Linked DNA regions of Mus musculus: regions 1, 2 and 3 are each linked to region 4. Evidence: chromatin contacts called from public Hi-C and promoter capture Hi-C data. All regions are on one chromosome and are shown on one strand. The core of a region is the stretch at or near the end of the contact, and the rest is flanking DNA. Distances in the headings are between cores, read along the strand shown.

Region 1 (3,054 bases), core at 291-2,790, 3.6 Mb after region 4:
AGGTTCACACACGTTACAGAGTCTCTTAAATCCACTGTGGTTCTAAACGAGAAAGACCAAGGTTCCTTTCTGCCTTTGACATAGAGACGTAGTTCTCCTCCAACGATAGTGCCAGACTTCCAGCCACCAAGTAATAAGCAATATTCAGAAAGCAATCCAAATCTTCAAGCCGATCTCCCCCAATACTGAGCGCAAAGACCACCCTCATCCTGTGCATGTTGTGTTGGCTCTTTTACCCTTTGAGACTGGAAGAAATGAGATAAGCATTAATGAGTGAACAGGGGAAAGAAGGGAAAGGAAAACTAAATGGTGTGTTTACATTTTAAAATAAAAAGAAAGACCACTTCAAACTCAATAGCCTGCTCGGAAGATTTTAAGCATTTCTGCTTTTGAATTCTCTGGTACATCACACTAGGCTACCCTGTTGGTGGTGAAGGGCTGGGAATGGGTATGGCTGCCAGGCTCAGACAAAGGGATGGAGTTACCAGAAACCCCATGGGTGAACTTTCACCCACTTAGAAACATTAAAGCCCAGAGCTTTCTTTGGGAACAATAGGTCGGCAGCCTTCATCATTCCTTCCACGCAGGTAATCCACCCGGGAGAGAAGGGCCACACTATGTCCCTCAAGTCGGGCTACCCTACCACCTCTTTAGTGTAGAGCAGACAACCCGCCTTCCGGTGGCGCCTCCTCCGTTCTTTCTCCCTATTTCCTAAAACCAGGTTTCTCAAAGGCATGTCTCTCCACCTGAATGCTAACTTGCCCCTGCCAAAAAAAAATCCCCCAAATAGCACACCATTAGGTTCTTAGCCCGAGACACACAACCCCTCCGGACACCATCAGGAAAGCTGGACCTAGAGAAGCGTGCCTCAGTTTCCCTGTCTCTAGGGCCAACCACCGACAAAACACCTCAAAAAGCTCAGGCCAGACCTCCTACCCGCTGTAAGACAAACATCGCCACAGGGTGCTGCAGCAGCCTTAAGAGACCTCACGTTGGGGTTTGTATAAGGGTGGAGGCCCTGAGTGGAGTCGTGGGGAGGGGGCTCTGAGGCTGGAGTAGTCTGCTAGAAGCTAGCAGCAGCGGTGTCTGGATGGGGATCTCAAGGGCCAAGCTAGGTTTGCAAGCGGATGGAGGAGGCAAAGCAGATGCGGGGTCCCGGGGCACAGATCCCAAGCTGCCTGGAGGAAGGGGATCGCAGAACTGCGAGTCTTCCCGGGAGCCGGTCCTCGTCAGGGCTCGGGATCCCCCGGGACGGAGCACGTTCCCCGCAGAACTCTCACCGCTGGAATCGATTCCTGAACCGCATTGATCCACCGCTCCACCGCGGGGGCCGGGAGCTCCGTCTCTTTTGCACCGGCGGCAGGGCGCGCCGGCCTCATGGGCTTGAGCTGCTCCGAGGCCGCTGGCGTGCCAGGCGGGAGCCACGCAACTGGGCAGGGCCGGAGTGGGCCACACCGGGGGTCGGTCAGCACAGGGCCCGGGCCAGAGCAGGCGCCTGGGGGCGGGAGGGAGGCCGCTTAAACGGCCCCGGCGCCTCCCGCCTCCCGCCTCCCTGGCTCCTCCGCCCCCGGGTGCCTGGGCCCCGCCCCGGAGCCCGGCTCCGCCCCTGCCCGCTGCTCTCGCTGCGTGCGCCCGCAGCCACCTGCGCGTCACCGCGCCCAGTGGCCAATCAGTGTCCGGAGCGGCGCAGGGCTCCGCTGCCATTCATTTCCCTTGAAGCTCGGTAGGTGGGGCGGAACCTCAGAGCCGAGGGGTGTGGCTAGCCGAAAGGGGAGGAGCGCTGGGAGGGCGGTGCTCTGCATTAAAGCTTTGAGCGTGTGAGCTGCAACAGAGAGGAAGGAACAACGGTGTGTAGGAGATGGCCCACAATCTTAGAAGCAGCTGTGCCGGAAGTGGCAGCGAGCAAGAATCTATCTCTGCCTTCTAATCTTGGCCCCATATCGTTTATCCAGCCTTCATTCATTTCTGCGTCCTTCCTTTCATTTATTTCTTCACCTTTTACGCTGTGTAAAGACGGATTAGTAACACGGCTGTCCTATAAAGAAGAGATTGGAATTTCTCCAGGGGGATTCTTCTGGAGAGATCTTTTTACGTCCTCCATTTTATTTTCTATTTTTTAACCCAAGAAATTTCCAAGGAAAGAGTAGACTTGAATCGGCCCCTTTTGCTAAACCTCTGTAAAGCTAAAAGGACTTGCCAGAAGAGCAGATCCTAGGGAGAGAAGAGATAAGAGGTAGTGAATACACTCAGAAGAATACTGGAAAAAAGGAATTGACATGTGCAGGACCTGTCAGCATCACTCCTGAAATCCAGGTGTGCTCCCATCCAGGAAACCTGCCCACACACATCCCCCACTCCTCAAACTTCACCTTCTTGAGGGACTTAGGGCCAGCTTCGAAGCAGTATTTACTCTTTTTGAAACGAATGAAAGATGGGGGGATGCCGGGGAATGGTTTCACCCACCATTCTAGTGTCCTTCTCTTTAAGTGCCCCGGGGTGCTTTCCACAACAATTGCTTTGATCTTGGAAGGAATCCTTAGGTTCAAAATTATGTTACTCATTTCACAGGTATGGAGGCCAAGGCTTTGAAAGGTGGCACTGTTTACAATAGCCAAGTTATTATATTAGTGTAGGTGCCTACCAAAGGATGTAGAAAGAAAATGTGGTGTGTGTGTCTAGAGACAGCATGGAAAATTAGTCAGCCAGAAGGAAAAAAATGAAGACTCGGGAGTGATCTTTCCATTCCAAAGCTGCACACTTGGTTTAAAAGGACAATCGGCTCCAATAGAGGAGGACTGGATTGTTCTTCAGTGTGTGTGTGTGGGGGGGGGGGGGGTTACGAGTAACTACATTTCTGGGAACAGAGAAATGGATGGAACTAGATATCATCATATGAAATGAAATAAATAAACCAGGCTCAGAAATACAAATGTTAAATGTTTTCTCTCATATGTTAAATGTAGAGAAGTGGGGGTTGGGGAGTCATCAATGTAAAAGAGGATCAGGGAGTGAAAAAGAAACTTGCCCGATGCAAAACAGATTCCTACATAGCTT
Region 2 (2,858 bases), core at 313-2,812, 3.9 Mb after region 4:
TTCCAATTGATCACACTGAGAAGTTACCGAGACCTGAGTCAGAGGTCCAACATGCTGGGTATAGGAGGTACCTCTAGGCCAGCTGGAAGCCCAGACTGCCATCACCCACAGCTTCCAATGTGAGTCTTAGAGAAATGGAGTCTCACGTATAACTAGTGACATCGCTGGATGGCGAGATTGGGCATATTTGGAACCAGGGTATTCAGAAGATGGTGACCTAGGGTCTAGGCTACATCAAATAGAAACCCTCAAAGAGAGCTGCTTCCCACTTGGGAACTCCTGCCTTTGGGGCAAGACCTCCCTGATTCCTAGCACAGGCCATTTACTGTATATTAAGCAAATCCCCAGTAGCAGCCAGGAAGTTCTGAACATCACCATATCCTAGTGGAAGATCATTTTCCCTTGCTTCCTAAGCCGAAGGTAAAGAAATGAACCTACAGGGGAGAGAGGCATCCTTTCCCATGGCGAGCCCCAGGATGAAACGGTAAGGAGAGACACTGAACAGAGCTGTGCCTCCAGGGTGCAAGGCCACAGGTTTGCTGCTACTTCTAACTTGGAAGCTTCGGCTTCTCATGGTTTCAGGTGTGGCGCTCCGCGCCACTGTCCCAGCACAGTGTAAAGGCATCTGTCTAGGTAAGAAGATGCCAGTCTCCAAAATTAGACAACTCCTGATTTGAACTGGTAAATTTAAAGAAATGGAAAGCTCAGAGATTAACCAGAAATTGTGCCAGGAAGAAAAGGGTAGAAGCACCAGGGCAACCGGGGGCACAAGCATCTTTAACCAACTTTATCTCTTAAGAAGAAATTCAAAAAGATTTTTCACAGCAAAACATGCAAAAACGCCTTTGAATGTCCAGTCTTCCGCCCACAGGGTGCCTAGCTGGTATTAAACACCCTGGGAAGCGACACCTGGCCCCACGTGCAAATTTTCATCACAATGCATCCAGTCTCTTTTTCTGCAAGCTCTTGGTGCAGAAAAGTGAGGAAATTTCCCTGGTTCTTTTTTTTTTTTTTTTTCCTTTGAGCGCAGGGCTTGGGAAGGCTCAAGTTTAGAAAACTTTCCTGAAGACTTCCGAGTGTATGAACCGTCCTCCCCGGGCGAACCCCGGCAAACAATCTACAAGCCTCTCCCAGATCTTTCAAAGAGCAAGGAAACCGAGCCTTACCTTTCTCAGCCAGAAGTGGACTGAGACAGCAGCAAGCGGCGGCCAACAGCGAGGCCGACAGTGGGATGCAAATCACCATGCTAGGGACCGTACACAAAGTACTCAGCAAGATTTACAGACCATTAAGGGACCGGAGACAATTTGGTGAAAGGAAATTCCTTACTCGCTGTTGTATTTTACTCTACGTTTTCCTTTTCTTTTCTATTTTTTTTTCCGTGCCCACACCATCCACTGTAATTACAGGAGTGAATCCATCATAACCCAATTATTTAAAAAGTCACTAAAAATCTCTCCTGTTTTCTTTCCCCCGTTTAAAATCCTTATGCAAGCATTCTTTTTTATGGTTTTCTCTAACCTAGTCTTCGATATCACTCTTTTGTAGTGTGAAGCTGCAGAAAAGAACTCCTTTTCGGTCTTCTACATTAGCGGTGGAGGAGTAAGGGTAGGGGTGGGTGGAGAGATGGGTGTGGGAGGAGGGGTGGGGATGGGTAAAGGCAAGCCATTGGAGAATTCCGGAAAGGAGAGTGGGATCCTCTGCAGATTTGTCACCATGAGGTTTAAGTGATAAGAAGAGTAATAGATAGCGGCGCACTGATGGCACACGCCTTTAATCTCAGCACTTGGAAGGCAGAGGCAGGCAGACTTCTGAGTTCGAGGCCAGCCTGAAGAAGAGCGATAGATGATAAGAGATAAGGCTGTATGTAGTGCCTGGGTGGCCTGTCGCCATGAAGTCAAGCAAGCTGGTTCGCCAATGAGTGTTCCTTATGTGAAGATGCCAGATTGCATGGGGTTGCTAACACACTGGACTGCCACATCTCAGAAGAACTGAGGCCACCAAGAACATCACAAACAACGCTGTGAGGAGATTTACTACGTCAGAGAGAATTCCCCCTTACTTAAAAAGCATCTCCTCTTCCTTAGCAATAAGGAGCCGTTGCTTAGGGGGAGGGAGGGTCCGCAGTGGAAGGAAGCAAGAAGGATGGCCAGTTCCAGGACAAACAGGTCACTGGTGCAGGTCCCATCTGTGGGAGCCTGCCGGGGGCGTTTCCACTCTGCCATTGAAGTGCGCTGGCGGTTTCTCTTTGGGGAGCACACTTGTGCTTTGCATTTGGGGAAGAACTGCCCTCACGTGTGTTTGATTATTCTCCCTCCCTCCCACTTTCGTTTTTGCTTTTGCTTGGTGTGGTCGAGCTGGCTAGTTTCCAGCATCCCGGAAGATGCCAGTTCCTCAGGCTCCTCTCTGTCCAATCACCACATGAAGATCTCTGTCATCACAAAGGCCCGTTGAGTTCAGTGAAATTCGGGAAGCTGGCCAGCTTTTCTCCTAGCTAACTCTTTTTTTTTTTTAAAGGGTGTGTCAACAATTTTACTCTGAAATCAGGGGCATTTTGGAAAGTGATCTGTGTTTTTGTGTGCTTTGGGGATAACAACTCTTGTTATTTCCCCTCCCAAATATGCTCTAGGCAGTTTTCTTTTAAGTAGAAAGATCTAACAGTAGTAAGAGGAAGAAGAAAAAAATGTGTTTTAGATACAAACATGTCTTTACTATTTGTTGGTCAAGTTCCAGGCACAGGAATCTCCTAAGATCCACATGTGGAGAGAAAGAACAGCTTGGACCTCTTAGTTGCCTGTCCTGGCTTCTGGTGGCTAGCACTTTGTTCGGCCTTAACTCTAGAACCAACTCCCCCATTC
Region 3 (2,842 bases), core at 164-2,663, 3.2 Mb after region 4:
GTTGGGAGCCACCATGTGGTTGCTGGGAATTGAACTCAGGACCTTTGGAAGAGGAGTCAGTGCTCTTAACTGCTAAGCCATCTCTCCAGCCTTTGACTTTCTTCTTAATGTTGCCCCATCACACACGGCAATGAAGGCAAAATGATTTGCTAGGGACAGACAGAGATCAGGCTGCTGAGAGAGCCAAAAGAGGTTTTCAACATCAGCTGTAAAGACTACTTGACTGCCACAGTGGAGAGATCGCACCACATGAAACAGCTAGTGAGCCTGATAGGCATGTCCTATTTCAGGTAGGACTGACCTCATCATAAGAAACACCATCATAACAAAAATGCCGTATTTTACATTGTAGGATCCCGATGTTAACTCACTCATGGAGGAGGACAAACAGGGGGAGGTGGAGGAAGATTCCGGATCAATACAACAAATGATAGCCACTTGGAGCATAATGTAATTGGTTTTGACATCTATGCTAAAATATGGAAGACCAAAAACATGAGTCAGGCCAGGTCCTCCTGCTCTTTCTAGTCACCATTTCGGGGTGGGGGGAATAAACCCACTATTAATGTGAAGCTCAGTCCCAGTTAGCTACAGGAAGCAAAATCTACCAGCAGAGTAGCCCATCGTCTCAGGAGGCATCCTACAGATCAGAAGCATGGGTATCTGATGTTAGCCGTGCCGCGGAAAAGGAAAAAGAAATCTTGGTTCAAATAGAAACAGAGAGGTTTGGTTTCTTAATGTGGATTTACATACCAAACATATTTCCTGCCAGAGCCCCAGGAAAGGCCCCTCTCTCCTTTCACCATAAGGCTGGAAAGCAGGGTTCCTAGGAGATAGAGCTAGAAGCCAAAAGCTTGTGTGGTGGCGCCTCGTGGTCCCTCTTGGAAACGGGTGAAAAACAAAGCCCGGGCTCAAGGGAGGTCTTGGCTCTCCTAGACAGCCCATCCTCCTCCCAGTTCCGTAGATTTAAAGGGTAGGGCGCAAAAATCGGTTCAGGGACCTCCGGAGTGGTGATAGGCGAAGTCTCATTGTTCTGGAGGTGTGTGACTTGAGAGGTCTATGTCCTTGTCTGAATAAACCTTAGCAATAACCCTCGAGTCTGTGTTAGCAACTAATCCCACACTGTCTAGTCTCCAAAGAGAGGGGAGCGGTCTTCAGCCCTGCGGTGGAGATGTTGGAGCTGGACTCTGAGTTCGCAGGCCCGGGGTGCGGAGTCACATCACTCCACCCGGGCTCCCAGCCCACCTAGAGTCACGAGGTGCGGGAAGCGCCAGGAGCACGCGGCAGGTGCGCCAAGTCCCCCGGGTCCCCGCCCTGCTCGCTGCCTGGCGCCTCTCCGCGGCAGCCAAGCGCTGGAGCGGAGAGGAGGAGCCTCGGGCACGGAGCGGGTGGAGTCGGAGGGCGGTGGAGGCGGATTTCCTGGGAGGGCTCTCTGGAGCTACCATGGCGTTTGGGAAGAGTCACCGCGATCCTTACGCTACCTCTGTGGGTCACCTCATAGGTAAGGAGGCGCAGGGAGTAACATCCCGGCTGGCTTGGGGAACCGTGGGAGCTTTGCCGGTTCCACTCCATTCTCGATTGGAGGGTGGGGGGCGAGTTGGACCAAGTCGGAGGAAATGCTACCCTCCCCCGCAGCTTTCCCACGCCACCTGCGTGCCACCTGCGGCCACTTTCCACCTTTCTGAGTTTGGCTCACTCATACCAGAACCTCTCCGAAAAAAATGCAAAGTTCAAAATGCTGGGCGAGTGGAGCAAGCAGGTGGCCCGCAGCACAGCACTGCGTGGAGTATTGGGACCGCTGGGAGGAGAAAGTGGAAACTTCTTGACCCGGGGAAGGTTCTTCATAAAGTGCGTCGTCCACTCTCAGCACCTTATTGTTATACCCATTTTACAGACCAGAAAGAGAGATCTGAGACGCTAATTGACGTGATCTCACCCTGAGAGGCAGGTTTCTCCAAACCAATTTTCTCCAGCGCACAGCCCAAGCGATGTGAGCCGGCCTTTTGCTTAAAGAGGGAGATTGGGAGAGGGGCCGTCTGCAGTCACTGAGGCTCTTAGACCACGCATCACCCTCCAATCCAGCCAGCCTGGTCCTTCCTTATCCCTTGTGTTTGTGTTCTGAATTACAGAGGTGGATGCAGAAGTCACTGACTACATACAATTGGCTTTTTGCCACCTCAGCTCCCTTCTTTACCCTGCCCCCTCCCTTGGGGACAGGGTGTGGCACCAGGGTGTATTAATGACAGGCAAACTGTTGGGAACTTGGTGGGGTGATGAAATCCTATGAACCTGGTAGTTCTAAGACTCAGTCTCAGAAAGTTTAGATTGGAAGTAAGTTAAACTAACTGCTGCGGGGATGGGCCGCACCTTTGAACTTAAACCTGAGTTTCCACATCTTTACAATACTGCAAGAGAGCTGCCCTCTAGGAAAAGCACTGTAACTGCCCATCTCCTTGCTGAATAGTATGTCTTAGAACGAGTTCCGAGCAGAAATGGATCCTCGCTGAAGCTTCGCAGGCAAAAGGCACTTCGGCAATGTCCGATTATCCCTTAGTTTTGAAAACATTTAGAACTACTAGCTGGATGCCTTCGGGAAGGCATAGTCCCATCCCCCAGGGAACTTACCTGGTGATAAGGAGAATGGCCATATTCTGCAGCATCCACTGTTAAGATACCCTTATAATACTGAAAGATACCACGTAGTTTGCAAACAAAACTTTAAAAAAGGGAGAAACGAACTCGGCCACAGCCTTTGAAGTGTGAATAAGAGTTCTCTAGGAATGAGCATGTTGAGAGAAAGAAGTATCCAGATGGAAGAACAATGTGTGCCTAGCGACACGAG
Region 4 (3,051 bases), core at 450-2,949:
ACCCCCACATAGCAGTTCCCTGGCTTCCCAGGGAATAGTTTCAACCATCTTTAGTCATGGAAGCAGCACACTTGATACCGACCCAGCAAAGTTTTCAGTTGGCCCTTACCATCTCTTTACTCTCCCCATCCCCCTCCCTCCACTTCCCTGATGTTCTTTCCTGGCATACAAAATATAGGCCAATGAGCAGTGGGTGGGTGAGGAGGATGTGAGAACAAATTTGAGAAGTAAAAAAGGGAGCAACTTAACCAGGACACGACATGAATGAGACTGAAGGGTCTAATAAGGGCAGGCAAGTGAATATCAGAGACTGAAAGAAACCGAAGGTGCTTTCCTAGGCTGCAGTGCGTGGTATATGGATGTAGGGTTAAGTAGAGGTCAGACTACCTACCACTCGTCAGAAGCTGGGCTGCTTTGGGTGACTTCTAGTGTCTCTTCCGACTCTGAAATGTCAGGATTTCTTTTTCACAAAGGAGAACGTACGGATGGTGGAAGCCCACTGACTTGGAACCCTCAAGTAGCAGCCTTGGCGGCTGACTCCCCGATACCACTCCTACGTCTCCCTCCCACACGTGCCCACCCCGCCCCCTTTCAGTATCAGCACCTCCACGTGCAAAATGCCTCTCGGCGCTGGCTCTACAATGGTGGGCTCCGTCTCCAGCCAAGCCCCGAAACTCTGTATGCTCCTGCCCCCACACCCCCGAGAAACCACTCTCCCACCCTTGGCAGCTAAAAAAGGCAAAGTCTCCTATCTAATCTTTCCCTTCAAGCAGAACGGGGTTGGGAGGGAGCAGAGGAAAAACTTTCTTATGTTTTTTTTTCTCCCTAAGAGAACCCTAAGTCAGGGGTTGAGGGGGGGAGGGGAACCCCTGAACGTTTAACGGCCAGTAGGGGGAGGGGAGCTCCGGAGACGGAGGGGGCGTGGGATGAAGAAGCAGGCCCGCGAGTGGGGTCCCCGAGCTGCGGCGTTCCGGGGGCCGGGCAGCCGCAGGCGTGCCCCCCCCCCTCAAACCTGGCACACAAAGCGGCCGCTGCGCTCGGCTCTCACCAGATCCTTTGTGTTTTCCATCAGGGCCTCATGGGTAGGGGCCGTCCGTGCTCCCCGAGCCCGCGGCGCCCCCTCCCCCCCCGCGAGCAGGGGGCCGGTGCCTCTCCCCGGGACTGCGGCGACTACAGGGGGGACCCCCGGCTGGGCCAGGGCCAGCGACAGCAGTGGCAGCCCCCGGATTTCCCCCCTTTTAACTCGGGTGGCCCCAGGATATCAACAACATTAGCATAGCCCTCCCTCCCCAGCGCGCCTGCGCCGTGACCCGCGCCCCGATTGGCCCACTTCCCCCACGTACCCTCCTCTCTCCCCTCCAGCGTGGGACCCTCGGCAGGCGCCGTACTCTAAGGACCGTACCAAGACCACAAGTCGATGAGGTAATTGAGGGCGCGCGGCACGACGCGGGGCTCAGAATCAGCAGGGCGAGAAGTTTCTTTCAGCCACTTCCATTTGGACTCCGGCCTCCCCGAGTCCCTTCCAATATGTTGCCTCCGAGAAGTTGTGTTGGGAAAAATTTCCACTCCAGTCACGCCGCTTCCCCCTCCACCCGGAAGATCGGCCTTCCCTGAGGAACTCCCACATGGGGCGGGGCCGCCGGACGGAGTGGGAGTGACGTAGCGCGCGAGCGCCGGTCACGTGGCTTGCGGCGGCGCAGACTCCTTCCGGCTCCCCGGGGCCGGGCCGAGGAGAAGAGCGAGCCGCCCCGGCACATGCGCAGTGGTACTCCACGTGAACGTCGGCGTTTTCCCCTCAGCCCTGAGGATGCCGCCCGAACGCAAGAGCCGGACGAGACGAGACCGGAGAGCCGGCGCAACGCCGGGGAGGAAAGCCAGACCCGGGAGCGGCAGCACGCCCGCAAAGGCCGCCCGTTCATCCCAACGGACACAGCCGGCCGAGCCGAGGGCGGCCCCTAGCGCGGGATCCGCGGCGGCGGCGGCAGAGGAGGAGGAGAGCCGGCTCCGGCAGCGGAACCGCCTGACGCTAGAGGACGATAAGCCGGCCGCCGAGCGTTGCCTGGAGCAGCTCGTCTTCGGCGATGTCGAGGACGACGAGGACGCGCTGCTGCAGCGGCTGCGGAGCTCGCGGGTGAGGAAGGCCTGCCTGCCTGCCCGCCTGCCTGCCTGCCGAGCGGGCACACGCTCTGGCGGGGCGCGCGGCGGGAGGCGAGGCCCCGGGGGCGGAGCCTGGAGGTGGGGGGGACCTGTGGCGGCGAGTGCTCAGGTGGGAGGGACCGGCGACCGCGGGCGCCGAGGGGCGCCGTCCGGCTCTTTCGCCTCGGGTTCTGGGCTGCTGGCTGGCGAGGGCGGGGACGCTGCCTTTCTCCGCCCCAAAGGGGCTGCGGCGCTTCGCATCCAGCAGGCGCTCAACTGTCGGCTTGGTTTGCCAAAGGATGTCTGCAAAGTAGAGTCGCTCATCTTCGGGCTCTTACACCCTCTGCTGGAACCACAGGGGTGACCGTTTGATCACCTGTCGCGACTCCGCGTAGTGGATGGAACCAATACGTGGGCAGAAGGCGTAAAGCTGCATTTTAATAACATCGCGGGGTGATACCCACGCCCAGCTTTTGAGAACGATCAGTGTGTATTCATCTCTAACCTTTCTTTGGTTGCTAGCTCTTGTAACAATTGCAAATCCTTCCTGATTGATGCTCTTTGCGCTATTATTTTTGTTCTATACCTGGTCCCTGGACTAAGGGTAGAGACACAGCAGTGGAGGAATCCCACAAGAACCCCTCTTGGAACTTGTGTTAGTAGTGGTAAAAAAGCAAGATAAAAGAGACAAGACTAGTAAAGTTAAAGTATGTTGGTGGAGAGGAAAATGAAAACATTTGAGAAAGGGATTTAAATATATGTGAAGACGTCTTTTAGATAGGGTAAGCTGACTGACTCAATGGGAATATCAGCATTTGCTTAGTTCACCCTTTGTGTGGGTGCTTTGATGGAGAGCTGCAGCAGCCTTCTTTGGGAGGTGGAGACCAGTTATGTTAAGAGCTGTGGGACAGTTCT

The links. Promoter capture Hi-C pulls out the DNA fragments that hold promoters and counts their contacts. Hi-C and Micro-C count contacts between places; a contact is called where the count stands out from the background.
Region 1: a contact with region 4 is called in a promoter capture Hi-C map of pre-B cells. The contact joins the promoter of Mmd here to the promoter of Utp18 in region 4. A contact is called at or near these places in 4 of 39 promoter capture datasets (cranial neural crest, frontonasal cranial neural crest, maxillary cranial neural crest and 1 more) and 1 of 484 Hi-C or Micro-C datasets (CD4 T cells).
Region 2: a contact with region 4 is called in a Hi-C map of B cells, with 5 read pairs. The contact joins the promoter of Tmem100 here to the promoter of Utp18 in region 4. A contact is called at or near these places in 1 of 39 promoter capture datasets (cranial neural crest) and 1 of 484 Hi-C or Micro-C datasets (B cells).
Region 3: a contact with region 4 is called in a promoter capture Hi-C map of second pharyngeal arch cranial neural crest. The contact joins the promoter of Tom1l1 here to the promoter of Utp18 in region 4. A contact is called at or near these places in 5 of 39 promoter capture datasets (cranial neural crest, frontonasal cranial neural crest, hematopoietic stem and progenitor cells and 2 more) and 1 of 484 Hi-C or Micro-C datasets (the G1E-ER4 cell line).

Annotation. Positions count from the first base shown.
Region 1 is chr11:90,247,962-90,251,015 of GRCm38.p6, reverse strand. It overlaps Mmd (monocyte to macrophage differentiation-associated), which reads right to left and starts at 1,540. Exons shown (of 7, transcript NM_026178.2): 1 at 1,281-1,540. The coding sequence starts at 1,306.
Region 2 is chr11:90,029,052-90,031,909 of GRCm38.p6, reverse strand. Tmem100 (transmembrane protein 100) reads right to left here and starts at 1,562. Exons shown (of 3, transcript NM_026433.2): 1 at 1,167-1,562.
Region 3 is chr11:90,686,172-90,689,013 of GRCm38.p6, reverse strand. It overlaps Tom1l1 (target of myb1-like 1 (chicken)), which reads left to right and starts at 1,413. Exons shown (of 16, transcript NM_001357543.1): 1 at 1,413-1,501. The coding sequence starts at 1,444.
Region 4 is chr11:93,884,414-93,887,464 of GRCm38.p6, reverse strand. Utp18 (UTP18 small subunit processome component) reads left to right here and starts at 1,699. Exons shown (of 14, transcript NM_001013375.1): 1 at 1,699-2,131. The coding sequence starts at 1,808. It overlaps Mbtd1 (mbt domain containing 1), which reads right to left and starts at 1,294. Exons shown (of 16, transcript NM_134012.4): 1 at 1,049-1,294. RefSeq lists enhancers at 1,382-1,415, 1,428-1,470, 1,665-1,697 and a cis regulatory region at 1,677-1,684.